2 separate regions of the Pan troglodytes genome follow, and region 1 is linked to region 2. Evidence: chromatin contacts called from public HiChIP or PLAC-seq data. All regions are on one chromosome and are shown on one strand. Each heading gives the region's core, a stretch centred on a gene start, on an enhancer-like site or on the middle of the called end of the contact. The rest is flanking DNA. Distances are from core to core; before and after follow the strand shown.

Region 1 (2,700 bases), core at 158-2,657, 190 kb before region 2:
TGGCTGTCTTTATTTACTTCTATATTAGTTCCAATTATGTGCAGTGTAAACCAGCTTTTTGATTAACAAAACAGCAGAGCATTGGTTAAGAACACTTAAACTTCAAAAAAATTCCCCTGGGAAGTGGGCTCTGAATTGGTTAATAATGTGCAGTACTTGCTAAATTGCTGACTTCCAGATGTGGAAAATATCTTTCTTGTTTAGGACCTATGTAACCTGATTGGATTACGACAGAAGCGTCACGTTGGAAGCTTTTGAGTGATTATTTAATTAACCATACAGTAGAAAGCTGTATTCTCCAGGAAATCCCTTCCATATTTGCATAACCAATCCCTTCAGAGCAAAGGTGGAGTCTTTTCTTTTTAATTTTACTTTAATTGTAATATCAAAAAATATATACTCCAAAACTTAGACCCCATGCCGTTTAATATCATGCTCTCCCTTCCCTGCTAAGTTTCTCTATGGCCTTTCTCGTTTCTCCTCCTGCCTCCCTACACACTCTCCCTTACTTTGTAGTGAGGTCTCCCCGAGGTGTAGAGAGATTCAGAGATCGGCCAACCGAGTGTTCTATGTTAATTTACTTAGAGACCCTTTATTAAAATGCCAAACTACTTTTTAATATTGGGATCCAGTCCAGAAATTCATCATGCACACACCCTAATACACATGCCCTAAGATGCAGCTCCCATGCAGCAATTTTTTTCTGGCTCTGGTACCTAAAAAGAAAAAAATAATAATAAGAGAAAGGGCAGAGAACTTTGTTCCAGAAGCTGTACTGAGATACCTACACAATTTGATGTGCATCTCAAATCTGGTCATTAGAGATATCTGTATAAGAAGAGACTATCTGGATTGAGGACCCAGGATCTTTCCCTTTAACTTTCGCCCCTTGGAGTTCTCCAGTTCTGTGAATGGTGTGCACCGTTTTCCGCCCTGTACTCTGTAGGATTTAGTGATGAGGATAATGATGCCAAAGGCTTGACGGGCGGGGAGGGGGGGGTGGAGGGGGGGAGAAGGGAGGGAGGGGGGAAGGAGGCGAAGGCGAAAGGGAGGGAGAGGAGGAAGGGAGGGAGGTGGAATTTCATTTCTTCCACTAAAGCGTTTGCGGAGACTTCAAGGTATAATCTATCCCAGATCCTTTCCCAGAGAGAAACTTGGCGATCACGTTTTCACATGATGCTCACGCTCAGGGCGCTTCAATTATCCCTCCCCACAAAGATAGGTGGCGCGTGTTTCAGGGTCTCTCGTCTCTCTCCTACAGAAAAGAAAAAGAAAAAAATGTCATTAGAAGAGGCGTAACACGTCAGTCCGTCCCCAGGTTTGTGTTTCCTGGAGTGGCCGAAAGAGATCAGTTCTAACCTGCTCTGCAGGAATAACGGTCCTGCCTCCCGACACTCTTGGCGAGGTTTTTGTACAGTTTGCTCCGGGAGCTGTTTCTTCGCTTCCACCTTTTTCTCCCCCACACTTCGCGGCTTCTTCATGCTTTTTCTTCTCACCATTTCTGGCCAAAACTACAAACAAGACTTCGCAGGTAGGTTTTTTTTCCTCCCCTTTTCTCTCTTTTTATCCCTTTTTGGTGTGCTCGTCCTCCATCCTCCTTTTCTAATTTTCTCATTTTGAGTGGGGATGTGAGTCTGAAGTGAGAAGGGGTGTCCGTGGGTAGGAATTTCAGGTGGGTTTAGCTCCTTTATGGCAAGCTTTTCTCAAGAGTGGCTTCTTCGCTTTCTCTTACACTCACACTCTCTCTCCTTGCTTTTCTCTCCTTTTTCCCTCCCCCAAATAATTTCCCCTGTACCTGTCCATTCAGGTAACCAAAGGTGTCCTTTGCTATCCAGCCCAGGAAAAGTTTTATTGAGAATTATATGGCTGGAATAAAAACTCATCAAGGGGAGAGGTCCTGCTCTATTTTCGTGTCTAGTTCCAATTCATTATATTCAGCAATTAGGACTTGGCAAATACCTGTTAATAATTACAAAACTTGGTCAGTTACAGACCTACAAATTCGGGGGCAAGTCTTTCTCTTAGACATGGCAGTTCATCCTCTCCCACCGAGAAGGCTGTTTTCTAAGCAGAAAGTTGTCTGTTTTTGTCTGCTTAGCGAGTTTCATTTCTTTATTTCATTCTTTGTGTGTGTATGTGTGTGAAGTAACACCTCACTTCTGTGATTATAAATAAAGAAGTGAAAGTCCTCATGGAACTTGAGTCGTTTACCAAAGTGGAGGGGGGGGGGGGCACTACAGCTGGGAAGAAAACTGCTGTCAGGATATCAGGGTTTTAAATTAGGATAACTTTTAAAATTGTATTTTTAGTGGCAAAGTAATATAGACATGGATTTAATAGAAGACACATACGCACATATATCCCATTCCATACTTTGGCACTGAAAAGTCGAGAGAGAGATAGCAGGAGTTCCCAGGAACAGTGATGAGCCCGGCTAACATGAATGTGTTTATCTCCCACCTACTGATATATTTTACATGCTCCCCCTGTAATGATGAAGGCAAGATTACTAACTCCAGACTTAGGAGTAACAGGCAAAGATAAAGTTTACAGCACAAATGCCCTGTCTCTCTCTCTCACACACACACATGCCCATAAAACTAGCAACTTACTTTATTAAACATGTATTTATATGCAGTCGTGTGTCTCAGGATGAATATAGACAGGCCAGCTGTTTCATCCCAGACACTTGTGTGACCA
Region 2 (2,700 bases), core at 200-2,699:
CAGGTTTTGGCATTTACTCTTTTCTGTTTCTCAATTTGTGTGAAAGTGGATGGACAGATGGTTTATTAGGCTTTCAAATGCTTACAATGCTGTTGTTCAATTCAACAATGGTTTTAAACTTTGAATGTCCACACAGAGCTGGATTTTGTTTAGAACGGAAGATAGTTTCGACGCTTCAATTTAAGGATAAGAATGTTTACTCACATAACTTAAAGCAACTTGTGGATATAAGTACAAAGACCTAATCGATTTCCTTTATTTTGGTATGTTTCCTAACTCATTTTCGCATCACAGCCTAACTCTTCCGAGTTGCAGTTTTAAAAATGAAGTTACTTAATAAACCAGACATCCAGTTATATTTGCATGTTTTGCCTTCACCAGAGTCATTTAACCTACAACCTCCTTCCAGATACAAAATCCTTTACTTTAGAAAGGATCCTTTACTTCATAAAGGAATTTAAAGAAGGGACACATTCCTCACTTTACAGTCAAGAACACCTGGGACTTCCTGGTACTCTTTCTACTATGTAGTCTATAAATAAAAGAGCTAAAGTGAAATTAGGTCGCAGCGAAAAAACATCCAACATTTGTGAATTTTAAGCCCCAACAGAAAATCCCATTCCTTGAAATTCAAGTGGCAATGAGAATATTATTGCACAAGGAAAATATAGATGGAACTATGCAAGTCAAATGATGGTCTCCACTGCTGTCGCTTTGCTTTGTGATTTTTAATTACTCAATGTGACTCTCCTCGTGTAAATGGGACCGCGAATATGCAATTATTGAATACTCAAACTGCATCAGAAGTGTGTGGAGTAGTCAGAACCGAAAGGACGGGAAAAATGGAGATAAAGGAAAGCATGAGCCTTGCCAGGAGGGAATCGAGGAGGTCCAGAAGGAGGGATATTAAGAGGCATTGGCAAAGCAGCTGTGGAGGAGCTCCGGGCTGCAGAGCAGGTAGAGGTGTCGGCAAGGGAGCCAGGAACCCACACAGGGGCCCTGAGGCTCTAGTAGGCCGGGGAGTGGACCAGGAAAGGAGATGCAACGGGCCGGCTGGAAAACTGCAGGGGGAATCCGAGGTCGACCTAATGAACAGCACAGACCTTCCAGAAGGAAAGAGAAGGTGACTATGCGAGCTTAGAACAGGACTAGGAGGTTGGGGAAAGAGTACGAAAAAGCTGAAGGGGCGGACAGGGTGCTGACGAGATGGGAAAGGGCGCACAGGGAGGTGGGGAGCAGTGCGAGGCCGGGGGACAGTGGGCAGGTGCGAGGAGCCGAGCCCGCTGGCTGGGGCGGAGCGACTCGCGCGGGCGGGAGCGGCCGCTGACTCAGGGACCTCGCGCCAGCGGAGTCCGGGCGGCGCAGAGAGGCGGAGCCTCGATTGCGCGGGCGGGCCGAGGGGCGGGACCAGCGCCTGACGTGCCCGGAGGCCGAGGCGGCCGCGGGCCGGGAGGGGCGGCGGCATCCGCGGCGGCCGCGGGGGAGGGGCACGGCGTCAGCGCGTCGCCGGCTGGGCCGCGCCGGTGGCCAGGAGGGAGAGACAAGGAGGAGGAGGAGGAGGAGGTGAGTAGGCTCCGGGCTGGGGAGCCGCGCGGGCCGGCGGGGAGGCGGGGAGCGCGGCCCCTCCCCTCCCCTCCCCGGCGCCCGCCTCGCGGGGCCGCGCTGCGCGGAGATCCCAGAGGGGCAGCAGCGGCGGCTGCGGCGCGGGGAGCCGGGGGCGGGGGGTGTGGGGGAGGCGGAGCTGAGAGCCGCGCGCTTCCCGGGCGCACGCGCTGCGCTCCCTGCGCCGCCGTCCGCACCGCGCTCGGAATGGGGCGTCCAGGCCGTGGCATTTTGTGCCTTCTGCAAACTGGTCGTGTTCGAATTGCGTTTTTTTGGTGCCTACACGTCGTGCGTGCTGGTTTTCTGCAGCCCGGCGCTCCGCTTCTTCCTCGCGCAGGCTGAGAGGACGGGTGGGGGCACGTCGCCCTCGCGCGGGAGAAGGGAGGCCGGGCGTCCGGGTTGGCCTGAGTTGGCTGGGGTGCTTCGCCGACCACCAGGCTGCCCGGCGCTTGGCCCCTTGCAGTGCGAGCCCCAGGCCTTCCTGAGGGAAAGCTTCGCTTCTGGCTCCTAGTCGCCCTCAGTTACCAGACCTCCCCAGCGCCCCACTCCCCTCTGCCAGCCGAGTGTGAAGACCCTCACTGTGCCCCCCACCCCGGAATCCCTCGTCTGAGGATTAAGCACATAACTTCCCATTTTCATCGGGATCCAGACAATCCCATTCTGTCCAGGTGGAAAGATTCTCTGAATTTAAGTCTTGGGAATGCAACAGCGAAATTTAACCTTTAGTCCCGAAGTAGTTTTTTTGCCTTCTCTCGCACATACAACTTCTAGAGTCTTCTGACAACTGTGCTGCTTTAGGTTATCTTGAGATTCTTACGTTAATGCCTTGAGGCCGTGTGATGGGAGTTTCAAAGAGAAGGCTTTTACAGCTTTTCTTCCACCTGTATCGCAGTTTGAAATGGAAAACGTGAGTTGATGATGATTTTCCATACGAGATGGATTTCAGTTTGCAGCCCCGGCTGCCGTGGCTCACTTGGTTATTTGGTGCCTACCCCTGAAGTTGATTTTAAAGCTTAAAATAGTGGTTAGGTAAAGGAGCTGCTGAAAAAGAAGTTCAGTACAATTCAATAGAGCCATTCTATTGGCTTCTATTAACCT

Evidence for each region. HiChIP or PLAC-seq counts read pairs in DNA pulled down with a chosen protein or histone mark.
Region 1: a contact with region 2 is called in an H3K4me3 HiChIP or PLAC-seq map of stem cell-derived excitatory neurons, with 5 times the contacts expected there. The contact joins the promoter of ZEB2 here to the promoter of GTDC1 in region 2. A contact is called at or near these places in 2 of 7 Hi-C or Micro-C datasets (induced pluripotent stem cells and stem cell-derived neural progenitor cells), 1 of 1 datasets of contacts at active chromatin or transcription factors (stem cell-derived excitatory neurons) and 1 of 1 other capture datasets (stem cell-derived neural stem cells).

What each region holds. Positions count from the first base shown.
Region 1 is chr13:46,562,284-46,564,983 of NHGRI_mPanTro3-v2.0_pri, reverse strand. It overlaps ZEB2 (zinc finger E-box binding homeobox 2), which reads left to right and starts at 1,407. Exons shown (of 10, transcript XM_001158120.6): 1 at 1,407-1,531. LOC134807980 (a long non-coding RNA gene) reads right to left here. Exons shown (of 3, transcript XR_010149743.1): 2 at 1,360-2,700; 3 at 1,172-1,255.
Region 2 is chr13:46,374,686-46,377,385 of NHGRI_mPanTro3-v2.0_pri, reverse strand. GTDC1 (glycosyltransferase like domain containing 1) reads left to right here and starts at 1,449. Exons shown (of 13, transcript XM_063790448.1): 1 at 1,449-1,563.